5 separate regions of the Mus musculus genome follow, and regions 1, 3, 4 and 5 are each linked to region 2. The links are chromatin contacts, called in public promoter capture Hi-C maps. All regions are on one chromosome and are shown on one strand. Each heading gives the region's core, a stretch centred on a gene start, on an enhancer-like site or on the middle of the called end of the contact. The rest is flanking DNA. Distances are from core to core; before and after follow the strand shown.

The links. Promoter capture Hi-C pulls out the DNA fragments that hold promoters and counts their contacts. Capture Hi-C pulls out chosen DNA fragments and counts their contacts.
Region 1: a promoter capture Hi-C map of hippocampal neurons shows a contact between it and region 2, with 5 times the contacts expected there. The contact joins the promoter of Pih1d2 here to the promoter of Acat1 in region 2. A contact is called at or near these places in 5 of 39 promoter capture datasets (cranial neural crest, erythroid cells, hippocampal neurons and 2 more) and 1 of 115 datasets of contacts at active chromatin or transcription factors (embryonic forebrain).
Region 3: a promoter capture Hi-C map of adipose tissue shows a contact between it and region 2. The contact joins the promoter of 1110032A03Rik here to the promoter of Acat1 in region 2. A contact is called at or near these places in 3 of 39 promoter capture datasets (cranial neural crest, erythroid cells and liver), 2 of 115 datasets of contacts at active chromatin or transcription factors (astrocytes and large pre-B cells) and 2 of 9 other capture datasets (adipose tissue and liver).
Region 4: a contact with region 2 is called in a promoter capture Hi-C map of liver, with 3 times the contacts expected there. The contact joins the promoter of 2310030G06Rik here to the promoter of Acat1 in region 2. A contact is called at or near these places in 5 of 39 promoter capture datasets (cranial neural crest, hippocampal neurons, liver and 1 more).
Region 5: a contact with region 2 is called in a promoter capture Hi-C map of liver, with 6 times the contacts expected there. The contact joins the promoter of Dlat here to the promoter of Acat1 in region 2. A contact is called at or near these places in 3 of 39 promoter capture datasets (cranial neural crest, hippocampal neurons and liver).

What each region holds. Positions count from the first base shown.
Region 1 is chr9:50,616,008-50,618,707 of GRCm38.p6, reverse strand. It overlaps Pih1d2 (PIH1 domain containing 2), which reads right to left and starts at 1,387. Exons shown (of 6, transcript NM_028300.2): 1 at 1,110-1,387; 2 at 59-262. The coding sequence starts at 235. Nkapd1 (NKAP domain containing 1) reads left to right here and starts at 1,244. Exons shown (of 6, transcript NM_212449.2): 1 at 1,244-1,480.
Region 2 is chr9:53,609,027-53,611,726 of GRCm38.p6, reverse strand. Acat1 (acetyl-Coenzyme A acetyltransferase 1) reads left to right here and starts at 1,377. Exons shown (of 12, transcript NM_144784.3): 1 at 1,377-1,514. The coding sequence starts at 1,452.
Region 3 is chr9:50,766,872-50,769,571 of GRCm38.p6, reverse strand. 1110032A03Rik (RIKEN cDNA 1110032A03 gene) reads left to right here and starts at 1,388. Exons shown (of 4, transcript NM_023483.4): 1 at 1,388-1,714. The coding sequence starts at 1,673. It overlaps Fdxacb1 (ferredoxin-fold anticodon binding domain containing 1), which reads right to left and starts at 1,334. Exons shown (of 5, transcript NM_198675.2): 1 at 1,117-1,334; 2 at 728-884. The coding sequence starts at 1,288.
Region 4 is chr9:50,745,251-50,747,950 of GRCm38.p6, reverse strand. It overlaps 2310030G06Rik (RIKEN cDNA 2310030G06 gene), which reads left to right and starts at 1,424. Exons shown (of 4, transcript NM_025865.3): 1 at 1,424-1,509. The coding sequence starts at 1,478. It also overlaps a transcript of Cryab not described here.
Region 5 is chr9:50,658,428-50,661,127 of GRCm38.p6, reverse strand. Dlat (dihydrolipoamide S-acetyltransferase (E2 component of pyruvate dehydrogenase complex)) reads left to right here and starts at 1,348. Exons shown (of 14, transcript NM_145614.4): 1 at 1,348-1,937; 2 at 2,339-2,440. The coding sequence starts at 1,662.

The DNA of each region.
Region 1 (2,700 bases), core at 138-2,637, 3.0 Mb after region 2:
GGCTAACCCAGAGTAGTTTTACTGAAGACCTCTCCTTCCTTGCATCAGTTCTACATACTAGGATCTTGGTCTGTATGCAGAGTTGAGGTTCTGGGTTGACACAGAGCTGTTTGCCATCTTTCAACTCCTGCTGAATGAAGTTCCGGTAGCGCTCGGGGTCATTTTCAGCCAAATCATCGAGCATATTCCAGAACTGGGAAATGTGGGTAAGAAGACCCTTTGAGGACACCGTCATGATGGTGATGAGACAGGCCTTTGGAACCTGCAGAGAGACAGGACTTGAGAAAAGGCATGTAAGGTATTTACTGCCCTGTTTCTTCTTTCAGGGAAGGAGGAAGGCTTTTGCAAGTGTGCTGCGGGTCTTAACTAAAAGATTGCACACCCATACTGCTTTATCTTGGCTTTCCTACAGTCTGTGAGTAGAACCACTTCCTAAATTCCTACGTTGTACCTGTACTTCCGTCTGGTCTTCATAAATACAGAGGGAACAGAAAGGACTTTTGTTCCAATAGTTGGATATTGGCTGACTTGGTGCCTTCCAGACCTGGAATTGTGAGGTAGGGGTGTGTGTGTGTGCGTGAAAGAAAGACGGGTAGAGAGACTGGGGTCGGGGGAGACAGATACATAGACAGACAGTATAGTAGTTAAAAGTAGGCGCACTGGAGCCAGTATGCTTACGTTCTTGCAAACTTCAGACATCTATGTTGCCTTGAGCAAGCAGTGTATATACTCAAAATAAAGATGAGGGGGCTGGAGAGATGGCTCAGCGGTTAGGAGCACTGACTGCTCTTTTAGAGGTCCTGAGTTCAAATCCCAGCAACCACATGGTAGCTCACAATTCTATAATGAGATCTGGCGCCTCTTCTGACATAGAGCTATATATGCAGAACACTGTATATAATAAATAAATGAATCTTTAAAAAAAAGATAAGGATTAAGAACACTAATATTTAAAGCTGGAACATTATGTGAGAGCAATAGTCAAAGATTCCGCCCTCCTTCAATCACCCTCCTTCTGCAAAAGAGAAAGTTCCCAATATTTTTAAAAAGAGGTTTAGAGTCTTCAAATTATATATTAAAGTTAGATTAAATCAACAACGAATACACACTTAATCCAAACGTGGGGGAAACGCGCACGTCTTCTCTCAGTTTGCCGACAAACTGCGACTCCGGTTACCATGGTAACCAGTCCCGGTACACCATCTAACTGGGTCCGGAGAGCGCAAAGTAGAGCTGTGTCTCTATATCCAGTTCCGGTTCTCTTCTCCGGGTCCGGACTGGCTCCTCCGCAGGCCGTCCCGCTTGTCTCTCGGGAGAGCGCCGCCTTCCTTCCTGCACCCGTCAGCTTCCACGGCGACCGGCGAGCCCGCTCTGTGGGAGTCTCCGGTGGGAGGGAAGCGTTTCTCCGGAGCACGACTTCCGGCCCGGAAGGAAGCCGCCACCTTTTCTCCCACCCCGCCACGCGAGGCTGCGGCGCACGGTATGGGTGTGTGTGTGTGTGTGTGTTTGTGTCGGGAGGGCGTTGCGAGGGAAGGCCGCCGAGAGCGCCGGGGCTGCGGCGGGGCAGGGAGCCCGCTGACAGACATGGGGGCGCTTTCCCCCACGTCCCCTTGGAAACCTCAAGCTCCCCCCGAGGCACTCTAGATACTTCCTGGGGCCCAACGGAAGGCCGTGCCCAAGCCCTGTGTCCCCATTCTGTCCCGGGAGTGAAAGCGAGCCGCCGGGCGCCGGCCCAGCCCAGCGAGAGCGGGGAATGCCCCGGTCCGCCCGCCCGCAGGCCGCTTTCCGCGCCTGCGCCTCCTCTGGCCTGGGTCCCCGAGAGCGAGCCGCCGGGCGGGCTCGGCTGGGGGAAGGCAGCCGTAGCCTGGGCCTCGGGTGAGGAGGGCACAGTAACCGGTGGGAAGGCTGCGTTTTCACGAAGGACTCGGGTGAAGCTGCAGAGCTGCCTTTCAGCCCTGACTCCTTGGCTTCCTGGGTCGGAGGAGATCTTGTAATGGAGTGGTTCTTCGTCTCACACTAACAGGATGCCTGATTTCCTCAGGATCGAGGGGTGAGTGAGCATCGGGACAGTGGCACCAAGCCCCTGCTAGCTACACATGTGAATATCGTTGTCTTCTGGGTTTTGGAAAGTTCCGTACAGTGTAGGAAACAAAATGTCCTGAGTAGAGATATTTAGGTCATCTAAAAACTTTTTTACAATTCAGTTTATTTTTTTACTGTTGACATACGTGGTGTTTGATGCCTTCAAATCTTCGTGTTTATATCTTTGCAAGCGAATTTTGGGGAGTTTTGAGATTTGATTTCTAGCCGGGACACTAACACACCCGTTGCCTGAGTCCATGCAGCCTGGGGGCAGGTTACGGCTTTAAGGAATTTGATTTTGAGGAGTTGGGGTAGAGTCCAAACTCGGGGATCCCCATAGGTTAAAAGGCCAACCGAAAATGTCTGGGGAATCATATTGTATCTGTATCGATCACGTACAGACCTTTCCCACTTTGGTCATTATTTTAATCTCCATCGTAACATTTACATAACATTTGCATAGTTTTAAGTATTATAATTAATCTAAATACCCTCACTCATCCTAACTGGAAGAGCATGTCTGTTGGCAGGTGGTGGCAGTAAGAAGATGAGTTAAGGGCTGGCCGAGGCCACTTAAGAACCTGACTAAAAAAACAGTCCTATTTTAAAATACACAGG
Region 2 (2,700 bases), core at 128-2,627:
CTTGGTGCAGATACACAAAGGTGCATATACACATACACACACTTTACCCCAAAAGGGTCTGGGAAGATGATTCAGTGTGCAAAGTGTTTGCATCACAAGAAAGCGTTTAGAGCATCATCCATGTAAAGAGCTAGGCGTGGTGGCCCTTGATTGTAGCCCCAGTTCCATGGATGGGTGGATAGGGTTGAAGGAGTAGAGATGGTGGCTTATTAGCCAGCCATTCTAGTGCAAGGAGAGATAGACCCTGTCTCACAAAACAAACAAAAACAAAACAAAACAAAAAACACCAAACAAAAAGCAGCAGAGAGTCTCAGAGGGAGTTATCTGAGGTTTACCCTTGGCCTACACAGGAGTGCACACAATTACATGAAACAAGTCGACTTGAAGTAAATTGTTCAATTTGTATGTTGTGCCTTTTGTTTTACATCAAGGAAAATTAATGTCACAAGCAGAAAGATCTGCTATCCCCAACTGAAGATTCAAAGTCAGCAAATGGCCTGGCATAGTGCTTTTAATACCAGCACTAGGGAGGCAAAGACAGAAAGATCTCTGTGAGCTCAAGACCATCCTGGTCTACATAGTGAATTCCAGGATAGCCAGAGCTACACCGTGGGACCCTATCTAAAAACTAACCAAACAAAACCTAAGCAAAACAATCCTCCAACTAGCCTTAGCAATGGGTTACACAAATGTGAGAATTATCATGTAATATCAGTTAATGCACTGTTTCTGTTTTGTTTTAATTATTTGGAGACAGGGTCTCCGTCTGTAGTTTTAGTTGTTCAGGGACTCGCTATGTGGACCAGGCTGGCGTCGAACTCATAGAGATCCACCTGCCTCTTTCCTGAGTGTGTCCCATCACACCCAGCCTGCGGGGAGTTTCTTTGAAAGTTGATGTAATCTTATTATTACTCAGTGAAGTTTAGATAGTAATATGTATTTTACTTAGCATCCTACAGAAAAACAACTTCAACATTCTTTTAACGTAAGAAATTGGTTTATTTGTATTATAAATGAATATAATGGGAATTGCTGGAAACATTTACCAACATCCTTTGTCTGGGTAATACAGTCACCTGATCAGGCACGGCAAAGTGAATGGAAAGTCTCGGACTGCACGAAAACTACAGGCATCTGGAGGCAGAAACAACTGGCATCAACAATCAACAGTTTAGCGTGCACCACCTAGGTGTCAAGCCACGTGGTCATTAGTCCTTTTTTTTTTTTTTTTTTTTTTTTTTTTTTGGTCCAGGAGAGCCTCAGCTCAGTCCTCGGGCCAAGCGCCAGGCCCCGCCCTCTGGCTACGGGCCAATCGCCGCCAAGCGCAGCGATCTTGGACTGCTATTGGAGGAGAGGGTCGGGGCGGTGCCCGCCACGACGTCGCAAGCTCTGCGGTGGGGAAGTGGAGGCCGCGGCGCGTCTCTCTGCCCTTGACAGCCTTTCGCGTCTCCATGGCTGCCCTGGTGGCTCTGCACGGCGTCGTCCGCAGGCCTCTGCTTCGCGGGCTGCTGCAGGTGAGCAGGGTCGATTCCGGGGGTGGGCCGGGATCGGGGAGCCCACCAGCCGCCCGCGAGGTCCGTCCTCGTGGGCCACAGCGCTCAGCACCAGCGCCTTGGGGATCGAGTGCCTGCGCCGTCGTGTGTCAGTCCACCTGTCAGTCTGTGCTACTGTCACGCTCCGCATCAGCTGTGCAGCAAAGCTTGGGCCTGACCAGGCGCGATCCCAGACTGCAGAGAGCTGAGTCTCTCTGTAGGCCCAGGAGTTTCTAAGACGTTTTTGTGACCTTGTGATTTCCTTTTCCTTGTTTTTTTGTTTGATTGGTTTGAGTTTTGGGGTTTGGTTTGTATTTTGTTCCACTGGTTTTTCTGTGGAACCCTTGCTGCCCTGGAACGCTCTCTCTCTCTCTCTCTCTCTCTCTCTCTCTCTCTCTCTCTCTCAAGATCAGGCTGGCTTCGAGCTCATTGGTCTTCCTCCACCTGCAGAGTGCTGGGATTAAAGGCATGAACCACCACCTGGCTAATCATTGGTTTAATTAATTGTCTTAATCAGAGCTCAGGCACTATATGGCAATCAGAAGATTGTCTTAAAACTAACAAGATGGCTACTGAGACAGTACAAGAAATAATTTTTATTTGAAGTGAGTGCCTCGCTTCTGATGGTTGTGTTCGGCGAACACTTTGTACTTTCCAAAGGTGACATTCTAGACTTTGTCGGTCAGTCTTTAAGAGTCTGGAGTTAGGTTTGCGTGGTTTTGTTTCTGAGAAAATCAGGGTTCGCCGAAACGGGTAGTTCTGGCAATAGGAGCTGAAAGAGAGCATTGCTCTGCAAGAGATTGTGAAAGAATAATTGAGGGCCCGAGGCTTGGAGCTGGAAGCTGAGGGCAAACAAACTATAAAATGAATCTTACTTGAGTTGCTGCTCGGGCAAGAGGAGCTTGAGATCAAGGATTTCAACCCACGTGGGCAATTTGGAGATACCCAGTCTCCGAAAGATAAAAAAACAATAAGTACTGGGTGACTGCAGTAATAGGAAAGCCAGAGGGATAGTCTATTTTCTCATCTGGAGATGGGCAGAACCTCACTCGTAAAATAAGTGTTCCCGGGGCTGGAGAGATGGCTCTGTGGTTAAGAGCACTGACTGTTCTTCCAAAGGTCCTGAGTTCAATTCCCAGCAACCACATGGTGCCTCACAACCATCTGT
Region 3 (2,700 bases), core at 139-2,638, 2.8 Mb after region 2:
GCTATTAATAGCCAGTTTATAGATTGGGGTGGGAGGAGAAGCAGGTAAGGGCTACACCTGACGACAGTTTTAACTGGTAAGCAGCGAGCTAGGATTTGAACCTAGGCCATGTGACTCTTAAATCCAATCTTGTCGTCATCAAGCTATACTGACTCTTACGATTTGCATTTTTTAAAACCTTTTTGAGGTGGGCTGAAAGATTCAGCAGTTAAGAGCACTAGCTGTTCAAAAGTTCAATTTTCAGTACCCATATGATGGCGACACCAATCAGTACTCTAGTCCCAGGGGAACCAATGTCCTCTAAGGAGGCACACAACTGTTGCACAGACATGCATGCCGACAAAACACCCATATCCATATTTAAAAACACACACACACACACACACACAATTTGGGTAATGGTGCTTGCCACCAAGCCTAGTAGCCAAAGTTCTATCTCCTGGATACACGATGGAAGGAGGACCCGCTTCTGTAAGTTGTTCTCTGACCGCCACACTCATACACACACTAATTTTTGAAAAATAAACTTGCCTTTTCCTTGTAATTTATACTTTAACATCTAGGGTTATACGTAAATCTTTAAGACAAGATTATGGTTTTCTCTGGGTTTTATCTTCTTTCCTCGTGTATTCTAGCAACTTATTTCCCCAACGACAAAGTTTGTGTGCAGTGATTTGGTTATGGGAACCTGGAAACATTTTCTATGCCAGGACTCGTCTTGCCTCACCTCTGGAAAAACTTGGCAAGCAGTTCCCTGTTCTTAGCTACTCCAGCTTTTCGTCCACAGTGCGGGAAGTTGAAATAAATTCGATCAAAATCCCTATCGTCGGCTGGCAAGGCATGTGACAGCTGGGTACAGTCCACACCAAAACGCACTTCGACACCTGGCAAGGTTTAAAGGCGTGAAATAGAGACCAAAAGACGTCTTAAGATCTGTAAACCTGGACAAACACCACCACTCAATGCATGGTTGGGTTGCCAACAATGCAGCCCAGCCCAGACCTGAGCACACACGCGCATCCGCCTGAGCGCCCCCAGGAGGCGCCCTCGAGTTCCCCGCGCGAGCCACACCCTTACGCTCCGGGCGGGCCCTCGGGGCGGGCTGGGACTTGCTACCTCGTTCGCGCAGGCGCTTTAGGTTCTCTAGCGCTACCGGATCTCCCTCCAGAGCCGCCCGGTGCTGGAAGCCGGTAGCGGTAACACTGACGCTGGGATCCAGGCCGTCGATCAGAGAAGCGGCGAAGGAGAAATTCCCCTCCCCGACCAACAGGAGGCGCCGGGGAAGCATGGTCTCCTCCGGCTTACCTGCCGGCGCTCTCCGGGGCGCACATTTCTTACGTCACTTCCTTCGCGTGGGCCTCGTCTCCCTCCCCTCCCCACTCCACCCGGCACTAAGTGATGACGCATCAACAGCTTGTTACCAGGATAAACATTTGGAGCTACTGCTCGGGAGCTTCGAGCGGGGAAGTAAAATGGAGCTCTTGGCCTTGCCCCTTCACCTTTGTGCGCCTCCAAAGGCTCGTTTTCTTTTCAGTACTCGGACGGCCCAACACGGACGGCCCTGAGCGTCTTCGCCATTCTTGCTTGAAGCATAACTGTCACTAACTGAGGGGTGAGACGAGTCCTGCGTATTCCAGAGGCTCAGGACGCTGTAACTGCACCATCTCCTGACATGGCTGTCTCCTGTTCTCTCAACCACTCAACATATCTCCAGGTGTTTATATATCCTATTTTCAAGAAGTAACATTGAACGCCTGTCTTGTTCCATAGCACTGTGAGAGCAACTAGGTGTATGGATGAACTGGAAGTGGCCTGCCTGCTGTCAGATGACAAATGCACACAGCAGAAGAGGCAACTCGAATAGAATGGGGTGTGTACCCACCGTGAGTGAAGGAATTCGGGATACTATGAATGAAGCATACACAAGGGGAAGCCCTACGAAGCTGGGGAAGGGAGACATAGATTCCCTGAAGTTAGCCTGAGCTGAAAGCTAGTTGGGGGAGGGGAGCTCGTTTTAGTTAGGTAAAAAGGATTAAAAAGGCAGAAGGAACAATGTTCATAAAATCATAGTTAAAAAAAAAAAAAAGTTATGTTTGACTGGTTGAACACAGTTGGCCGGGAGACGGACTAGCAGGTGACACTGTAGAGTTAAAAAGGAAGCCAGACCAAATTGAGTGTTTTAACCATTTAATAGCCTAGACCCTATTCTGAGAATATAGAAATATATTATAGAATATAGAAAGCCACTAAATGACAGCCAGCAGGAGGTCTCAAAATGTAAAATGAAAAACTTTGAATTCATTTGAGAAAAAATGAAGCTACTTTATTGATTTGGTAAGGGCTTTTTGTCCTTGACAATCCTGATCAGGTGACCTTCAGAAAAATCAACTTTCCTCCCAAAATCACGTTTGAAAAGACAATCTAGCACTCTAACATTGATCAGATGGGCGTGTCTATCTGGAAGTAGTTAGCTAAAAACTGAAAACCAGCCACCACAATAACCAAGTATAGCCAGCTGTGGTGGCACACACCTTTAGTCCCAGTACTTGGGAGGCAGAGGCAGGTAAATTTCTAAGTTCAAGGCCAGCCTGGTCTACAGAGTGAATTCCAGGACAGCCAGGGCTACACAGAGAGACCCTGTCTCGGAAAAAGGCCAAGTATTCCATTTCTCATTACTAATGAATGATTCCCATCTCAAGA
Region 4 (2,700 bases), core at 175-2,674, 2.9 Mb after region 2:
GGTTGGATGGAAGTGAAGCAAATTATGAAGGGCTTTGAGAGTTCTATCCTGTAAGTGATAGGAAATTATTACTGGCTTTTGAGACAGGGACGCAGGTTACAGGATGAAAGGAATGTAGTTAATAGTAGGATACGGAATGGCCTGCAGGATTGGAACATGAGATAGTAGAATACAATGCTTAGCCATCTGATCACTGAGAACAATAGTAGTAACAATGGTTAAGACTTACTGAGGGCGTCCCATGCGTCTGGCCTGTTCAGAAGCTTTGTACACACATACCTCATTCAGTTATCACAGCCCTATGAAGTGGCCACTCTCAGGCCCGTTTTTCCCAAGATGAGGAGGAATTCAGAATCCAGTGTACTCCATGGAGTTCAGGGCTGACTATGAATATTCCAGGACAATACTCAAAATGCCAAGAAAATATTGAAGATCGGAATTGCAGGTTTCAAAGATTTTCTTAGAGACATATTCTCCCTTCTCTCTTTCCTTTCTTTCTCTCTTGTTTGTTTCTGTTTATTTAAGACAGGGTACCTCTATGAATTCTATGAATTCCTGGCTGTCCTGAAACTTGCTCCTGTAGCCCAGGCTGGCCTCAAACTCTCAGAGATCCTCATCCTCCTGCCTCCCGAGTGCCAGGAGGTATACACCATACTCAACCTGGTAACATATTGTCTCAGGGGAATTCATTCAGCTGCCTCATAGTTTCTGGCCAGGGAAGAGTGAATCCAATTTTGGGTCATTGGAAGCAGAAGCTACAAGCAGGGGTAAGTAGAGATTTCATGGTCCTGGACTGGGGAGAGAACATTGAGTGCTCCGTGCCAATCAGTTAGCCATCTGGTTTATACCAGAAAGAGGATTAAGTAATACATTCAGTACTTATGCCTTGGTGTGCTGGAAATCTAGATGGTAAATGGTTAGGAGATATGCGCACATTATTAATTCTAGTCGTGGGAATATGAGAGCATTCCATTTTCCTACATTTCAGGTTCCAAAAGCCTCTAGGATTCAAACCCAAATTGAGGACATCAGAAACTAGTACCAATTACCTTGACAGTGAAACTCAAACCTGAGTGTGGTAGGGCAAACGTAGTGGCCGAGCTTTGACTCCCTTATGGAGGGTCTATTTCAAAGGCCGTGCGATACAGAGAGACACATTTCCTATGGAAACTCAGAGCCCTTTTGTATCTCAGGTTTCTTTATAAATCGAAGCTTGCAGCTTCATCAAAAGGAGTTTCAAATCCCTAAGGTGAGATAACTCTCACCTGGAGCCCGTGTGTCTTCCTGCCCTTTGGCTGCGAACAGTCACTTGGGAATCATTCCACCAGGTGGCTTCCAAGGTCCAACCTACTCGGTTGAAATCTGATCCTGACAGACTTCCTGGGAGCCGTTGCCGTTCGCTCAGCCGGGAACCAGGAAATGCGCAAACCTCTTTATGTCTGAAAACCAGCTGGGCTCCCTGGGAGACACAACCGCCATGGGAAACCGGCTCTGCTGTGGGGGAACCTGGTGAGTAGGGCCGAAAGGTGGAGGGGACCGCCTCCGGTGGTGGATATGAAACCCTGAGAATCAGACAGCCTGGAGACCGTCCGTGCCTTCCTCCACCTGCCACGTCCTAGGTGGAGCAGAGAGCGGTGCCTTAGGACGCTTGGAAAACACAGCAAGCTGGAGAGTGGCCAGAGGTTGGCTGCACCGGTGGGCCAGCCTGGTTTCTCTCTTCTCTCCTTTCCTTCCTTCCGATGCTCTCTCCTTTTTTATTCTTCCGCAGATCATAATAACGGGAGCATTGGAGTGCTCTCTATGTGCAGTCACTTTCTAATCTGGGTTAATTGTCCCAGGTCTTCTGTGAGTGAGTGGTCTTACCGTTGTTCCCATCTTGGCCGGTTAAGGAGCGGAGGCTCAGAGAAGGTAGTGTCAGTCACATGGCTAGTAGCTTAGCAGGTAAAACAAGATTCCAAGCGCGGAGGCTAGACTTCAGGGCCCATACTTTCCTCACTAGGTAATCAGAGATGTGACCATGGATTGAGCAACTGAATTTGGACAAATGTTTGTTTGAAACTGCAGAAGTGGGAAGGAAGAGAATCCACTGGAACTGTGAATATAACTTTCATGCTATTTGCTGTGTGGCCTCATGCAGTCCAGTCAATTCACTGGGTCCTCGATTTTTTTAAAAATATACAGTCCCTATTATTTGTATCATAGGTTGGTTTTAGAGATCGAAAGCTAGTAAGAACAAAAAATACAAAATAAAAACAACAGCAACAACAACAAAAAACCCCACCAAATAATAGATTATTTGTGGTTTTTGTAACTTTCCCCCCAGGGTGTTCACCACCACTACAAACTCCCAAATATGGCTTCATCCTGTCAGCTGCCTCTTAGCTATATGATCCATGTCTGGGTCAGAGTTCAAAGAATACTTATTTACAGGTAAACATCACATGTAGAGAGAAAAGTGAGATACATTGGAAAGCACCTAAAATTTGAAAACAATACTAGACTCCAGTCCTGTGCCTGCTAGTTTATTAATCTAGTTGGTTATTAAACAAATATCAACTGAGCATGTGCTGGGTACCAGGAAGTGACAGATACAGAAGTCAGCAATAAAAGGAAACTTGGATAAACATGGTAGTGAATGCCTTTGATCCCAGCTATTGAAAGGCAGAGGCAGGCCATTTCAGGATAGCCAAGGTTACATAG
Region 5 (2,700 bases), core at 99-2,598, 3.0 Mb after region 2:
ATATGTACCATATGAGCTGGCAAGATAGCTCAGTGTTGGTCTGGAGAGATGGAGTTGGTTAGCATATACACAGAAAATAATGTCATAATTTAATATATATATATATATATATATATATATATATATATATATATATATATTATATATATACATAGAATAGGAAAATCTAGGGAGACATTTACTGGAAAATTTAGTCCTAATCTCAAACCAAAATTCACTGATTGATTTTCTATGAAATTCAAATCAGCCACGGCAATTTTAAAATCCAAATACTCATAACAATTCAACCTAAAGATTATACTACTATAATGTTTATATAGAAGGGATAACTGTGGGAAATGTCTTTCTGCAATTAAATCATTATGCTCACGTGAGAGCAGAACACTTTGTACAGTAAAACCAGTGCGAATCACACCATACACGGGGAATCTGTGCCAAGGTGTTTCAGGCAGTGTTGGCTGGCCTCGTGTGACACCGAGGGCATGGCAGTACAAAGGGCACGGGTGTCCTCACAGCCACAGCTGCAGCGACGCGGTAGGATTCAGTGTAGGCAGCAGTAGTGAGAAACAACCTAGGTTGGCGCGGCTGGGTTCGGCAGCTTTTCACTGTTGCCATTTTTTTTCTTTTGACCCCACATTGTTACTCCATAGTTTAAGAAAGGTTTCTGTTGTTGTTTTCCTATTGAATTCACAGAACTGCGGGACAGCACGACAACGACTTTCGCAAAGTTGTATCTTAAACCTTTCTTTAAAAAAAAAAAAAAAAAGAATCTCAGTATGTAGCCCAAGCTGGCCTGGCAATGAACAGCATTAAACCAGGCTGTCCTGGAATCTAGGGTTCCACCTGCCTCTGTCTCCGTAATGCTATAATTAAAGGAATGTGTGTGTGTTAAAATATTTTCGCTATTTAAGAGGATACGGTGGAAATCTGGGGGTAATAAAACTGCTTTTTACAAACAAGTATCTTTATAGAGGAAATATAATTAGTCTTCTGTGACTAACTGGAAATGTGAAAATGTACCTTTCTCTTGGCTGCCCTTCACATCATTTGGCTGAAAACCCTGCTGCTCCCGTTTCCGGTGGGTTAGGGACCTAGGACAGCCTGCACGGGGCGGGCTCTGCAGCCAAGGGTCACCCCCTGATCCCCCGTCACTCGAGGGCCTTTCCTTTCTCCAACTTTCCAAGGTGCGCCCGCACCCATCGACCTAAAGCTTTGCATTACTGTCAGCCCGGGCTCTTTTCCCCAGCTTTTTCTTAAAGCAAAGGCGGTCGTTCCCTTTGGCACCGCCTCCCTGCCCTCAGGCTGCAGCCGGTCCGACTCTCGGGTCCCTTAGAGCGGCCCTGGTCCGTACTTCCCATCCTCTGCGACACCTCTCCTAGGGCCTTTCCCGTTTCTCCCAAACGTGCACCGCCCCCGCACTGCCTCGCAGCGCCTTCGTCACCGCAGATCCTAAGCGGCAGCCTCCCGTCCCTCTCGGGTGTCTCCGACGCGTCCCCCCCGCAGAGGGGCACGGAAACCCTACGTTCCGGTCGCCCGTCCAAGCAGCCGCTTTTACGACACTGCGCGACCGCAGTGCGCGGCTGACGGCAGAGCCGCGCTGCTCTTGGAGAGGTCACTCCGGAGACGGCGGAGCCTTTGGGGCGTGGGGGTCGGTGGCAGTAATGTGGCGCGTCTGTGCGCGGAGGGCGCGGAGTGCTGTGCCCAGGGATGGGTTCAGGGCTCGGTGGGCGGCCTTGAAGGAAGGCCCCGGGGCCCCATGCGGGAGCCCGCGGATTGGCCCCGCTGCGGTCCGTTGCGGTAGTGGGATCCCCCGCTATGGGGTCCGCTCCTTGTGCGGCTGGAGCTCCGGCTCCGGCACTGTCCCGCGTAACCGCTTGCTGCGACAACTCCTGGGGTCGCCCAGCCGCCGCTCTTACAGCCTCCCTCCGCATCAGAAGGTGAGTGACCCACCCTGGAGCCTGTTGTCCTTCAGAGCCCGCTCCTTGGCGTGGGGAATCCTCCTTGAGAGGCCTCCGACAGCCAGCTCCCTCCCAGATCTATTACGGTCCCTCGCCCAAGACCTTCCCAGTGGGCATCTTTTCTATTGAAAGAGGTCTAAGCCTGCGGCTATGGGCAAAAGGTCTGAGAAGTCTCACGTGCTTTCTCAGATCCACTAGACTGACTGGAGGATCAACCTGCCTCTGAAAGTCATGAATTTCTGGAGTGCTAGATCTCCCTTTGTATCTCCAGTGAACAGTTTGAAATGTGACTCAGTAAATACTCTGCATGAACTTGGGTGGAATGAAAGCACGCCGAGGGCTAAGTATGCCTGTTTAAATGTATGCTTCTTTTTCTGCAGGTTCCATTACCTTCCCTTTCCCCTACAATGCAGGCAGGCACCATAGCCCGCTGGGAAAAAAAAGAAGGGGAAAAAATCAGTGAGGGTGATCTAATTGCAGAGGTAAGTCTTAAAACACGCAGATTTTACCTAAGGGAGTGGCTTTGCTGAATAGACTAAAGCTTAGCCTTCTGGTAGGTAGTTTCCTCTTTCTCTTTAAGAAGCAGCTCCCCTCCCACCTCCCCATTTATTAGAGATGATTGGTTAGCTACGTTGTCAGCAGCTAGCTAAATTGTTTTTGAGATCACGGTGTAACTCTGGCTGGCCTGCAATGCTCAGAGATATCCCCCCCCACCCCCAATGTTACAATGTTAGCAATGCCT